Linked DNA regions of Macaca mulatta: regions 2 and 3 are each linked to region 1. Evidence: chromatin contacts called from public Hi-C data. All regions are on one chromosome and are shown on one strand. Each heading gives the region's core, a stretch centred on a gene start, on an enhancer-like site or on the middle of the called end of the contact. The rest is flanking DNA. Distances are from core to core; before and after follow the strand shown. Region 1 holds the start of GAB1 (GRB2 associated binding protein 1). Region 2 holds the start of SMARCA5 (SWI/SNF related, matrix associated, actin dependent regulator of chromatin, subfamily a, member 5). Region 3 holds the start of USP38 (ubiquitin specific peptidase 38).

The links. Hi-C and Micro-C count contacts between places; a contact is called where the count stands out from the background.
Region 2: a contact with region 1 is called in a Hi-C map of liver, with 2.7 times the contacts expected there. The contact joins the promoter of SMARCA5 here to the promoter of GAB1 in region 1. A contact is called at or near these places in 2 of 14 Hi-C or Micro-C datasets (fetal cortex germinal zone and liver).
Region 3: a contact with region 1 is called in a Hi-C map of liver, with 2.1 times the contacts expected there. The contact joins the promoter of USP38 here to the promoter of GAB1 in region 1. A contact is called at or near these places in 3 of 14 Hi-C or Micro-C datasets (fetal cortex germinal zone, fetal cortical plate and liver).

What each region holds. Positions count from the first base shown.
Region 1 is chr5:152,157,116-152,161,511 of T2T-MMU8v2.0, forward strand. GAB1 (GRB2 associated binding protein 1) reads left to right here and starts at 2,274. Exons shown (of 11, transcript NM_001266432.1): 1 at 2,274-2,708. The coding sequence starts at 2,637. It also overlaps the pseudogene LOC106998520.
Region 2 is chr5:152,329,197-152,333,592 of T2T-MMU8v2.0, forward strand. It overlaps SMARCA5 (SWI/SNF related, matrix associated, actin dependent regulator of chromatin, subfamily a, member 5), which reads left to right and starts at 2,509. Exons shown (of 24, transcript NM_001266324.1): 1 at 2,509-3,153. The coding sequence starts at 2,977.
Region 3 is chr5:152,007,437-152,011,832 of T2T-MMU8v2.0, forward strand. USP38 (ubiquitin specific peptidase 38) reads left to right here and starts at 2,403. Exons shown (of 10, transcript NM_001260711.1): 1 at 2,403-3,231. The coding sequence starts at 2,550.

The DNA of each region.
Region 1 (4,396 bases), core at 1,024-3,523:
CCAAAGTGTTAGGATTACAGGCGTGAGCCACCGCCGGCCAACACTACCATTTCTATTCATTAAACTTCTGCAAAATCGGTGTTACAATTCCCATTTCATATATCAGGAAACTGAGACTCAGAGATACTGTGTAGTTTACCCAAGGTCACGACTACTCACTTGATGACCTGAAAAGTGCATCCATCTACTCACTTGATGACCTGAAAAGTTCAGCCCTTGTGATACTGTTAAGTACGTGCCAAAAGATGAAGGTCTCTAAACCCCAATGGGAATCAGCCTTTCTCCGATTTTTTTTTTTTGAGACTGAGTCTCAATCTGTAGTTTTGTTGACGCTTTATTTGCTTACTACCCTATGCCACCACCTCCATATATGCAGGGACCTTTGTCTTGTCACTACTCCAGCACCTAATTTCTTATTACAATCATCTAACATTTTCAAACTCAGAGGAGCTTCAGAATATGAATGTTGTGTTAAGAAAATGACTGAAGTTATGTCTTTCCAGAAATGCTCATTTATCTCCTCATATTTTTAGCACTGTTATCTGATTATATTATCTGCTGAAATTTGCTTTGGGGCTTTTTCACAAATAAATTGGAGATGTTTCTATTACAGAATCATGTTAAACTCAGGACCAGGTATAATTGTGTAACACACAAGTAGGTAAATAGAACTAGGGGACCCAGTAAATTTCTTTCTCTCTCTCTCTATTTTTAAACGGAGTTTTGCTCTTGTTACCCAGACTGGAGCGCAGTGGCGCGATCCCGGCTCACCGCAATTTCCGCCTCCTGGGTACAAGCGATTTTCCTGCCTCACCATCCCAAGTAGCTGGGATTATGGGCGCGCGCCACCACGCCAGGCTAATTTTTGTATTTTCAGTAGAGACAGGGTTTCTCCATGTTGGTCAGGCTGGTCTTGAACTCCTGACCTCAGTTGATCCGCCCGCCTCGGCCTCCCAAAGTGCTGGGATTACAGCGGGAGCCACCGCGCCCGACCGAGTTTCCCTCTTTTAGTCCAGCATCCCAACAGTAGATTTCAAACAAATACAAAGTGGAATAGACAACAAATGGAAGGAGTGTGAGACTTCAAAATGTCCCAGAGATAGGACCCAATCAAATCCCTGGCCTCGCCAAGCGCCCCCATCACTCTGGCAGAACAGCTCCAGAGACCAGCCCAGGCCAGCCCAGGGTTCCCATCTGTCCTCCCCTCCAAGCTGGTAGCTCCCGCGCCCTCTTGTTCTGTCCTTTAATCTCGCGTGGCGGGGACCGGCAGGATGGTGGTCTCCCGGCGGTTTTGTTTTTCAGGCTCTCAAGTAAAGAAAACCCCCGAAACTCTTGATCTCGGGCACAGCACAAGCTCCGAACCGACACCGGGCTGAGTCAAGATGGCAAGCCCCGGACTGAACATTCGAACGTCCCTCGGTCCTCCCCGCGCCGGAGCCCCGGTGCCTCCGCCCTAGCCAAGGCCTCTGCGGTCTTCCCGGGCGAGGAGCGGACTGGGGGCCGCCGGACGGCGGAGGACCCTGCTCCTGCTTTCCGAACTACAGATCCCAGGGTGCCTCTCGGACTCGCGCTCCCTCCCTCCCTTGCTCCCTCCCTTCGTCCGTCTCCTCCCCCAGCCCTTGTTGTTTTGGCTGGAAGCGCTCCGGCGGAGTTTCAGAGAAAGTCTGGGCAGAAACCGGAGCCGGGCCTGAACGTGGGAAGGGGAGGAGGAAAGGGAGGAAGAGGGATCCCGGAGGCCGGGAGAGGGAGGGATCGGGATCTGGGGCCGAGCCGCTCAGAACCTGCCGCGCGCCCCGGGGTGGGGGAGGCGGCGGGGGAGGAGCGCGAGAGGCCGGGACAGCGGGATCCCTCCCAGGAGCCAAGTCGCCAAGCGCCTCGTTCCTCCGCCGCTCCCCGCCCTCTTCGGCTGCAGCTAGAGCGGACCCACCCTCCAGCTTGACCTGCGACCTCCCTGCGCCCGCCGCTCAGAGACGCCCCGCGCTTCGCCGCCAACCCTGCGGCTCCCTCTGTGACCCGGGACCAGCCCCGCGCCCGCTGCCCGTAGGCGGCTCGTGGCTTCCCCTTTCCTCGGCGTTCCCCGAGTGCCGCGAAGTGACCCACCCTCCCCCGAGGAGAGGGAAGGAGGATCGCTCCGGGCGCACCGAAACCGAGGGCGGGCGGGCGAGCGGGAGTGGGCACCGCGCGGGGCATTGTGTGTGTGAGTGTGTGTGTGTGTGTATGTGTGCGTGAACAGCACTGTGTCTGTTTCGGAAAGCGCTCTGGGGAGGTCTTGTCCCTAGGGGGCGGAGCGCCAGGGACCGAGGCTCCGGCTCCGAGTCGGGGCACAGTCCCGCTGAGTCCGAGCGCTGCTGAGGCAGCTGGCGAGACGGCACGTCTGGAGGCGAGGCGGGAGCACTGAAAGGAGGCCGGCGAGCCCGCTGCCCCGGCTCGCGTTCTGTTCAGGTTCGTGGGCCTGCAGAGGAGAGACTCGAACTCGTAGAACCCACGCACCGTGGAGCCTGTCCGCTCAGTCCGTCCGGGGTGCGCGACAAGGAGAGCTAGGTTCTCGCCGCTGCGCGCTCGACAGGCGTCGGCTGTGTCGGGAGCGCGCCCGCCGCCCCTCAGCTGCCCGGCCCGGAGCCCTAGACGCGCGCACCATGAGCGGTGGTGAAGTGGTCTGCTCCGGATGGCTCCGCAAGTCCCCCCCGGAGAAAAAGTTGAAGCGTTATGTAAGTACAGCTGTGGGCACCACTCCGCGGGCCTCGGCGTCCACACCCCTTCCCAGTCGGCTCGCCGGCGGCTGCAGCTGGCCGAGCGCGGGGTTGGTTCTTAAACAAATGCCGGTCTCTTTCCCCTTGGCCCCTACCCCTGACGGTCTCGGGACCCGGGTGCCTTGCACTCCCTCACCCCCAGTCATCCACTTGGCCAGACAACTTTCTTCCTCCAGGTTCCAGAGAGCCTGCTTTGCGGACCTGCTCTCCCCATAAAAGGGCCTAGACTTCCAGCTAAACTGCTGCGTGCTTTTCTTCTTCCTTAGGAAGGATGGGGTGCGATGGAGAGAGGAGCCTTCTTCCTGCTTTATCCCTGCATCTGATTATTGGGCTGATGTGTGCTAAAGTTCCCGCACCGGGAAAACCGCCGAGGTTTTAGGGCTCACTAGCCCTTTCTTTTTGATGGGCGCTCCCTCTCCTCCGCCCCTCGAGATGGGTTGCGGGAAGCGGGCTGTGGACCTGAGGAGTTGGTAGTAGAGACAAGCATATCGAATGCGCGCAAAAGGGAAAGAAAGAAAAGTTATTACGCGCCCTGCCGTTTACTTAGCAGGGTTCACATTTTCGCGGTTTTGAATTGAGGGACTTTGGAGTTTGGCCCGGGAGCCTTGGCGGTTTGCTGCGAGAGGAGGGCGCTGGGGGGAGCCTAGTGGCTGGTGTTTGGGCGCCTTGGATGTGCTGTCAAACTCGGCAGGAGGGGACAGCTGAAGCCAGAAGGGATTTCAGTTGCAGTCCTTTCCCAGGGAACCAGAGTGGCTTTAATGGTGTTTGTGTAATTGATACAAGATGCTATGTGTTAAACCGTTTTAGCTGTTACGAAAAATATTCCTTGAAAGTATCAACCTTGCTTTAGTGGAAACCTGTGTCCTCTTCAGAGGTCTGGGATCTCATTCTTCCCATTGGTGGTTTTGTTGCTGCCCCCTGCAAAGGAAAGAAATCACACTTTTGTCCTGACACCTGGACCAAATATTTTTCTAGTAAAATGTGTTTGCAAAAGCAAAATTTATGCCCCCTTAAATATATAAATTTAATGCCTGTACTAATGGAACCCGTTTGTCGTTGAAGAATATCTACACCCAGTATTAGAGCTCAGGTTAATCCTATTAGTCACTGTTTGCTTGTATAGAACAGAGTGAAGTATTTAACTTCACTGACAACTCACCAGTGAATTTCTGATTTATTTTCTGCCAGAATTTATTATAGACAAGTAATTTTATTGAAGGACTCGATGCCACAAATCATAAGAAAGCTCTCCAGAGATGTGTAATACCTCCAAATCCTGCCCATCTATCAGTTTTCCTGAATATCCTAGTAAAAATGCTAACTTTATTCCAAAAATATGAGGGAGGCAGTGTTTTTTTTCCTCCAGCTGTTCTAAAGGGAAAGGGGTGTGTGTGTGTGTGTGTGTGACAGAGAGAGAGAGAAGGAAGGGAGGAAGGGGTAGGGAGATAAATATATTTGTTTTGAGAAGGCCCAACTTAGGAAAGACAGATTCTTGGAGGAACTAAAGAATAAGACATTTGCTGAACGAGAAAGTGATAATATAGGTTTAATTCATTCTTTCACATGGTTCATTCATGACTAACTCAAAAGACGCGAGGCACTGTATTAGACACCAACCATAAGGTCAGAAAATACAGTCGGAGAAA
Region 2 (4,396 bases), core at 1,259-3,758, 170 kb after region 1:
CAAGCATTTATTACGTGTCAGGTTCCACCCTAGATGCTACTTTCTTACCCTTCCACATAATTTTTTTTTTCAGTGAAAGAACATTTTTTAAAATTAAAAATAAGTTTTCTAAAAATGGGGAGATGTTGGTCAAAGGATACAAAGTTTTGGTTATACAGGATGAATAATTTCTGGAGATGTAATGTACAGCATGGTAACTATTGCTAATAATACTGTTTGCATAGTTGAAATTTGTTGAGAGTACATTTTAAATATTCTCACCATGCTGGCAGGCAGTAAATATAAGAGATGATGGATATGCTTATTAGCTTGATTGTGGTAATCATTTCACAACGTGTTTACATATCAAAACATCACAGTGTATGCCTTATATAAAATTTTTGTCAATTATACCTTAGCAAAGCTGAAATTTTTTAAAAAAAGTTTTCTTAATAATAGGCAAATTCAGCAGTCTGTCACAGTGGCTGTCATCTGTAATCCCATCACTTTGAGAGACTGAGGCAGGTAGATGGCTTGAGCCCTAACTGTTGTTCAGGACTAGTATAGGCAACATGGCAATCCCTGTCTACACACAACAAATACAAAAATGAGCTGGGCGTGGTGGCATGCACCTGCAGTCCCAGATACTTGAGAGGCTGAGGTGGGAGAATTGCTGGACCCCAGAGGCTGAGGCTGCAGTGACTCATGATTGTGACACTGCACAGCAGCCTACGAGACAAAGCAAGCTGCTGTCATAAAAAAAAAAAAAAAAAAAAAGGGCAAATTCATTTTATACAAATGAAAAACATGCAGTCAGGCAAAAAATAATTAGGAAATACCAGCAACAATCACTTTGAATACTTTTGTAAATATGCTTCCAACTTTTACCTACATTTTTGAACTGTTAAAAATTTTTTTTCAGTTAACACTTTATAAATTAACATTCTTCGGGGCTGGGTGTGGTGGCTCACGCCTGTAATCCCAGCACTTTGGGAGGTCTAGGGGAGCAGATTACTTGAGACCAGGAGTTTGAGACTAGCCTGGCCAACACAGCAAAACCCTGTCTCTACTGAAAATACAAAAATTAGCCGGGCATGGTGGTGCACACCTGTAATTCCAGCTACTACGGAGGCTAAGTCATGGGAATCCTTTGAACCCGGGAGTTGGAGATTGCAGTGAGCCGAGATCACACCACTGCACTCCAGCCTGGGCGACAGAGAAATTCTGCCTCAAAACAAAACAAAACAAAACAAAACAACCATTATTCTACATTAACGGTTGTTAAAGGTTAATAGTTCATTTTCTGGGTGTACGATAGTTTTAAAGACGTAACTTTTAATACTGGATTCAGCCTACTGCTGTTAGCTTTTTGCAGTTACATATGAAGAGTATGATGAACATCATTGTAGGTATTTATCTTTGCACATATCCTTAGACATTTCCTTACAGTCTAAGAACTAGCATTTCTAGTGGAGTGGGGACATTTTTCCAGATGTCAATTAAAAAATTATTCCATTAGTTAAAAAATTTGCAGGCTATATATTCAAAGGAGATCCCTTTTGTTTGGAATTCAACATAACCAGTTAGCTCAAACCTCAACTCTTGAAAAATGTGCCTCCTTTATTCAACAAACATTTATAGAATACTGGATATGACGAATAAAAAAAGATAAATAAGACCCTGTGCTGGGCAGATAATCTACTGTAGTATGCAGATTTGTTATCAAATAGACTACAATGTATTTAAATTTTGCAGGAGATGAATGCACAAGGCCCTTAAACTACATTGAAGGCTGCCTAAGGCAGTATACAAAATTAGTGCTGAACACTTGAGAAAGTGCGTTTTAATTTTAATGTTTGATGCTTGAGGAAAAGATTACATCATACCACCTATCTTCCCCACATACTATTTGTGTTTCTCACTTACATGGTAGTGTGCATGTTATTTGCTTACCTTTAGCATATAAATTCAGAAGAAATAGCATTTAACTCTGTGCTTAAAGAGGATATTTAGAAATAACTGACGCAGCTAACATGAGAAGGCAAAAAAAACAAAACAAAAACCAAAAAAGAAAAAACTAACGGACTTTTTTTTTTTTTTTTTTTTTTTTAACAAAACAGTGAGACGTCACTTGGGGTAACCATAACGTCGTCAAGGCTGTGGCGTCACGCCTCTAAGCGGATACGGCAGAAGTTTTGGGGTCAGACACAAGACTTCCAAGTTTGAATGGGCAGCGCAAAACTCAGGTAAGTTTTCCAGTAGTGCCGCCGATCCCAGCCAGGCCCGGAAGACACAACGAGAACCGTGAGCCGTTACGAAAGCCTAAAACACTGAGCTCGCGTCCTGCCAGACAGCAGACGCACAAACCTACGCCTCCGAGCGCTCCCTCGAGGTCCCGCCTACTCTTCTCTCCCGAGCCCGCTAGAGGTCTGGAGGAGGAGGGGCCAAGGGTGAGGAGGAGGGGCCAAGGGTAAGGAGGACAGTATGAGCATGCGCACTCAGTACCCAGTCAGTGAACCAATAAGGAATCTCGCGAGGGTTGAAAGTCGGTGGCGTAGGTAGTCGTCCTGGATGCTGGCGAGATAGACGATATCTGCCAGAGGAAGAGGAGGAGGAGGCGGCGAAGCGTTTTCCCAGCCTCAGTCTCTGTTTCGTTTTCCTTTTCCCTTCCCCCAACCCTCCGCCCTTCTCTAAATCAGCCCGCCTTCCTTGACCTCAGTGACCCGTCTGGCCCCGCCCATCCTCGTCGACGTGATTCCCGCCGTGAGGTAAGCGCCGGTGGAACCTAGAGCCCCGCGGAAGAGCAGAACGTCTGGGAGTGTGCAGCTCCTGGGCCCGGCTCAGGCCCGTCGCGGAGGCGCGGCGCGGGGGAGCGCTCGGGTGGGAGTCTCGCTCCTCCACCAGTTTATTGCGACGTAGCCACCCGGGCCTAGGCCTCCCCGTCCATCCCCGCCGGACTCGGCCTCTGGCAGCAGCGGGTGACGCAGACGGAACATCATGTCGTCCGCGGCCGAGCCTCCGCCACCCCCGCCTCCCGAGAGCGCGCCTTCCAAGCCCGCAGCCTCGACCGCCAGCGGCGGGAGCAACAGCAGCAACAAAGGCGGCCCCGAGGGCGTCGCTGCGCAGGCGGTTGCGTCTGCGGCCAGCGCGGGTCCCGCAGACGCCGAGATGGAGGTGAGGGCAGCTTGCGGCGTGGGGAGCGGGCGCAGCGGGGAGGAGGAGCTGGCTCCCTCGCCGGATCGTGGCGATCGGACGCAGAGCCGGGCTTCTCTCTCTGCACCAGACTCAGCTTCACACCCTGTGGATACGAAATGATGCTCTCACCCTTGCTCCCTTGTTCTTAACCTATTGGAGCCAAGCAAAATGGATTTCCGGCTCCTCACGTTGAAATTATTTGTCTCTTTCGTGAATCTTGACAAATCTTTGAATGCTCTCAATGAACAGATGTTCTTGGTTACCGTGGCCCAGGGGGACCCATCTTTTTTTCGCACTAGACTCCCATAATTCCCTCTCCTACCTCTGAATGTGGTTTTTAGTTTCCACCAAACTTCGGGGAAGGGCGAGGAGATGACCCCTTAGGAGCGGGATGCACGGGCAGGGTGAAGGAGGCATTTAAAAGCAGCGCGTCCGAGGACTTGGGCCTCTTTTTCTTCTTCCCGGTCCTTGCGGGGGCGGTATCTGTTCTGGGCAGAAACAATGGCGAGAGCTGGATGGCCGAGTGCGCAGTGGGGATAAGCGGGGCGCAGCTGCTTCTGTGAAGGGAGAGGAAGCCCCTCCCAGGCACTGTTCCACTGGAAGGGAAGCAACCAAGGCAGCAGCAGCTGTCTCGGATCCCCCATCGAATTTAGGGGGGATGAGTAAGTGTAGGAATGAATTAGAGAACCAGGCGCAGTTGATTGGCTCTCAGTCCGGCACTTTTTCTCTTTTTGGCCTCTCGCCTTAAAAAAAAAAAAAAAAAATTAGTACCACTCGGCTCCCGAGACTTCTGGGTTTGGGTTGTCCAGAGGATGCTGACGGTACTGAGGGGGCTGGAAAGATGGGGAAGCTGCCAGGCGGGTAAATTGGATATGCCTCCAGGCTTTGCAATATCTGGGGAAAAAGTAATTGCTCCTTCCAATTGTTATTCTTGGCCTTCGACCTGTTTTGAAATATTTTGTAAGTCGGAGCCCAAAGATTTCTGGGATTTTCCTATCCTTAGAATGAAGGTAATACTGCTCCGAAGATGAGTCTTGACGCACAATCGTTGTACAGTGGGGAAATGGGAGCGTAGTTTACCATTGAGGCATTTGGCACAGTAGTTTTATTTGGGTAGCTGGGGTTAGGTAACATTAATGTTAGTAATCTTTTAAAGCACTTTTAGTGTGAGGGTAGGTTTAGTGACATAGGAACTCCTGATGGTTCCTGTAGTTTTGAGTGA
Region 3 (4,396 bases), core at 1,153-3,652, 150 kb before region 1:
CTTAGACTAAAACTTTATACAAAATTTTAATGCCCATTACGATAGCACCCACTAATCCAATGATTAGTGGCATGACTCACTGCAAAAAAAAATCTTCCACAGACTTCTGAAAATATTTTAAAATGTTAAAAAGGACCATGGTATTATTACAGAATTTTTAGTTATGCTATAAAATAAATTTAAAGTTGGCCACTTTCAACTGAAATCTTATAGAAGAGAGTATTATACACATTTGTTTAACTAATGGCAAAAGAAGGAAATAAGTTTTGAGTATCTTGGTATAAAAACCTAATATTTCATTTCATGCATCTATCATTCAACAGGTATTTTTAAAATACAGTCATGGTGCTTTTGGAAGTCTAATATTATGACGTTATGTAATTTATATGAATTAATAGCATTATGTTCTCTTAGACATCTTATTTTGTAATATTTAATTTTTCAAGACCTAGTATTAACAGAAAGAAGAAAATGTTATAGACAATTCAAAGTAATCTGTCAAGTTTTAAATTTACCAATATTTTTTTCTTGTCTACTTTGGAATAATCACTTCACTGGTACCATTCAGCAATCTTCATTCATCCTGTTAGTTTCTTAGCACAAAGACTAATTCCAAATTTCCTCCACTCCACCTCAAATCCACGCTCCTTCTTAATACTTCCTTCTTAATAGTTTATTTTCTATATTATTTTTGTCTTCCACTGTGGCATTATTCCCAGTAAAGACAAATATCTCTGTACCTTCACCTCCTGCCTATTGGAAAAACGAAAGTTCCAAAATCATTCCTGTCTCTAGCATGATGGATAGATCAATTACCTCAATTCTCTTTTATCTTCGGTATCTTCCTACAACTCAACTTGGTCTTAAGTTCCCTTTTACCCAGCTCCTGTCTCCTCTAAACCACTCTTCGTAAGACTACCATAATCAACGTGTTAAATATGTTAGTATAATCGTGTTTGTAACTTGGTTAAAAAAAAAAAAAAAAAAAAAAAAAACCACTCTTTAGCAAACTGAAGTAACAGAATTTTGTTCATTTTTCTACGGGACATTTTAAATGACCTATTTCTTTAAAGTTTTGTCTGTATTACAGGGCCTTAATGTCTAGTTTCACAACTATATTAACTAAGCCTGAAGGGCGCTATATAGTTAGGCAATATTTTCCAATATAAAGAGCTCTGATTGAAGTTCAAACTCTTATTGTGAATCTTTGGAATTTGGCATGAAAGAGAACAAACATGATTGCATCTGTTCTTCCCTACTTTAAACCATCTTCAGTGTCAACATACACAATGAGTTTTGTGGTATTTCCACCTGGTTTTCTATTTTCAAAGTACTCTTTTGTATGACACAGGAATAAAAATACTTGAATTCTAATATGCCATTTTCCCTTACTCTCCTCACACTTTTTTGGACGGCTTATAATTTTCGATATGGTACAAAGGCTCACTAACTGGTTTTTTGCTAGAGGCCTGCTACTGATACTGATGGCCGCTAAATGCTAGGTATGCCGCCGGTATTGCTCTTACTTCAATACCGACATCGCACGATAAAGGCAGTGGCATTTAGGCGCGCAAGCGCAATTCTTGATTAATGAGCCAAGGCAAAGTCTTCTCAATCCGAGTTTTGAGTTTTCCTTACTTTTCCCCCAAATGCACTTTTCCTCGGATTTCACATCAATAGCACTTTCTCGAGTTTTCACGAGTAACCTGACGCAGGCGGAACCGACGGAGACTAGCCGGCGAGAATCCTACGGTCGCAGCCAGCTGCGCAGCGTCAGCCGGGGACGCTCCGTGCGGAAGACCGCCTGTGACTCGACACACTCTCCAGTGACGCGGTAGTCGCCGCACCTGCGCTGCGGGGCGGGAAGGAGGCTCGAGTGCCGGGGGAACGGAGTCTACGACTCCGGGCGGAAGCTGGGGAAGCAGGGAGGGAGAGAGGGAAGAAGAGAGGAAGAGACGGGCGGAGGGGCGGTCCTTGCCGGAGGTTCCTAGGTCCTTCACTTCCTGTTTGCCGGCACTTCAAAATCCGGGTCAAAGGGTGTCGCTTCGGTCTCTTTTACCCGGCTGATCCCAGCACCCTCCGTGACAGCGCCTCCTGACTCAGCCGACAGCCGGCTTCTTCTCACGATCTGCTGAAGCCTGGACGCCCACACCTGACCCGGAACTCGGAGGCGCGCTTCCTCCACCCACCGGCGAACAGCCCCGGACCCTGAGCGCCCGCCGACGCCGCCGGGGGTCCCGACAGGCCTCTCCGCGCTGATGCTGAGAGGGATCGAGGGCCCGGGGCGGCGGCGGAGTACGGGCCTCTGGCGCCTTAGGCCAGCCGCAGGCGTCGGTTCTTACGCTCTCCAGGCTCGCCAGCTCTCGCCCCAGCTTGGATGGGTCTCCCTGCCCCATAAATGTGGCTGCTGAGGCGGCGGTGGCGGTGGCCCGTCACGCTGCTGCTGCGGCGCTCCAAGTTCACCTCCGCCCCGGGGCTCTCCTGCCCCACCTCGGGGCTGCCGCCACCCGCTCCTTATCCTCTGGCCCTGGCCTTGCTGCGTGGCGACAATGGACAAGATCCTGGAGGGCCTTGTGAGTTCTTCGCATCCCCTGCCCCTCAAGCGGGTGATTGTGCGGAAGGTGGTGGAATCGGCGGAGCACTGGCTAGACGAGGCGCAGTGCGAGGCCATGTTTGACCTGACAACCCGGCTCGTCCTGGAGGGCCAGGACCCTTTCCAGCGGCAGGTGGGGCACCAGGTGCTGGAGGCCTACGCACGATACCACCGGCCAGAGTTCGAGTCCTTCTTCAACAAGACCTTTGTGTTGGGCCTCCTTCATCAGGGCTACCACTCTCTGGACAGGAAGGATGTAGCCATCCTGGACTACATTCACAACGGCCTGAAGCTGATTATGAGCTGTCCGTCGGTGCTGGATCTCTTCAGCCTCCTGCAGGTAGAGGTGTTACGGATGGTGTGTGAGAGACCGGAGCCGCAGCTCTGTGCCCGACTGAGCGACCTTCTGACCGACTTCGTGCAATGCATCCCCAAAGGGAAATTGTCCATCACGTTCTGTCAACAGCTGGTTCGAACGATAGGCCACTTCCAGTGCGTGTCCACTCAGGAGAGAGAGTTGCGGGAATATGTCTCCCAGGTGACAAAAGTGAGTAACTTGCTGCAGAACATCTGGAAGGCCGAGCCTACCACACTGCTGCCTTCTCTGCAGGAAGTTTTTGCAAGCATCTCTTCCACAGGTAAGGGTCATTATCTTTCAGAATATCGCATAAAAATTCAGTATATGTCTCTCTTGAACACACACATTCACACCATGTTTTCCTACTGCCCTGAAAACATTCTTAAGGGAGAGCAAATCCTAATACCCTTATCCCAGATTTATTCACATTCACTACCTTATTCAGGACGTCACCTCGTACTTTAAAAACAGGCAGCGTTCCCATTTTAAAGGTTGAGAACGTCCAGGTCTAAGACCTTTGGCACTAAACAAGTTGCTTAATTACCCAGCCTCTGCTCAAGTTATTTGGAATGCTTTGAGGATGACAGCTACTGCAGAAAGCTTCCATTCATTAGTGACTAATGGTAGCATGATGTTTACCATAGTATTTGTTGTTCGTGTCTCTCTCCTTTTGTAATGAGTTTTTCACCCATTTTTGTATTTCCTCATTTTTGAATTAATGGATTATGCAATTTATTACTGGATTATCCCAGTTAACTATGAAGTTTTTAAATACTGACATTTTTTGTCTACAATATCTAGTAGACAAAGGAGGGATACAGATAGAATGAGGGAAGGAAGAAGAGTATGAGGATTTAAATATTTGTTTTAGTGCCCATGAACTGCATTCTCAGAAAGCAGAGAAGGGTCACATGATACTTGCCTAGAAAATGCTTTCTCGCCCAGGAATTTTACCAGTACCTCTACCTTCCTTGTTCTGTCTTGGACCTTTCAGGTTTGAATAGATTCAAAACCATGTTCATTTCCGCTCTACTTGGTACAAGCATTCTCCTTCATTTATACCACCAGCGGGGACTGTCTGGCTGTTCAGATTGAACTTGTGAGGGACGTCTCCTCTTTTTATCTTAAGAACCAGAAGTAAAGGTGGAGTTTTATCAAGCGTTCTATGTTCTGATGAATTTAATATATTTATGAAAGAATTACAAACGATGTATTTGCAGTATCTGAGTTGGTTTTTCTTTTCTTTTTGTAATTTTACTTCTATTGCCTGTGTTGTCATAACTGTTAGGTTCCTACCAAATTTTTTCAACTGTAGCAATAAAGGTGCTTGTCTTGGATTTGCTTAATTTGTATCCAGTTTAAGCAAAGTCTCCCCAAAAGTCACCTTAATTTCTACTTTAAGAGATTTTTTAAAATCTTCCTTAGAGCAATGTAATGATGAATAG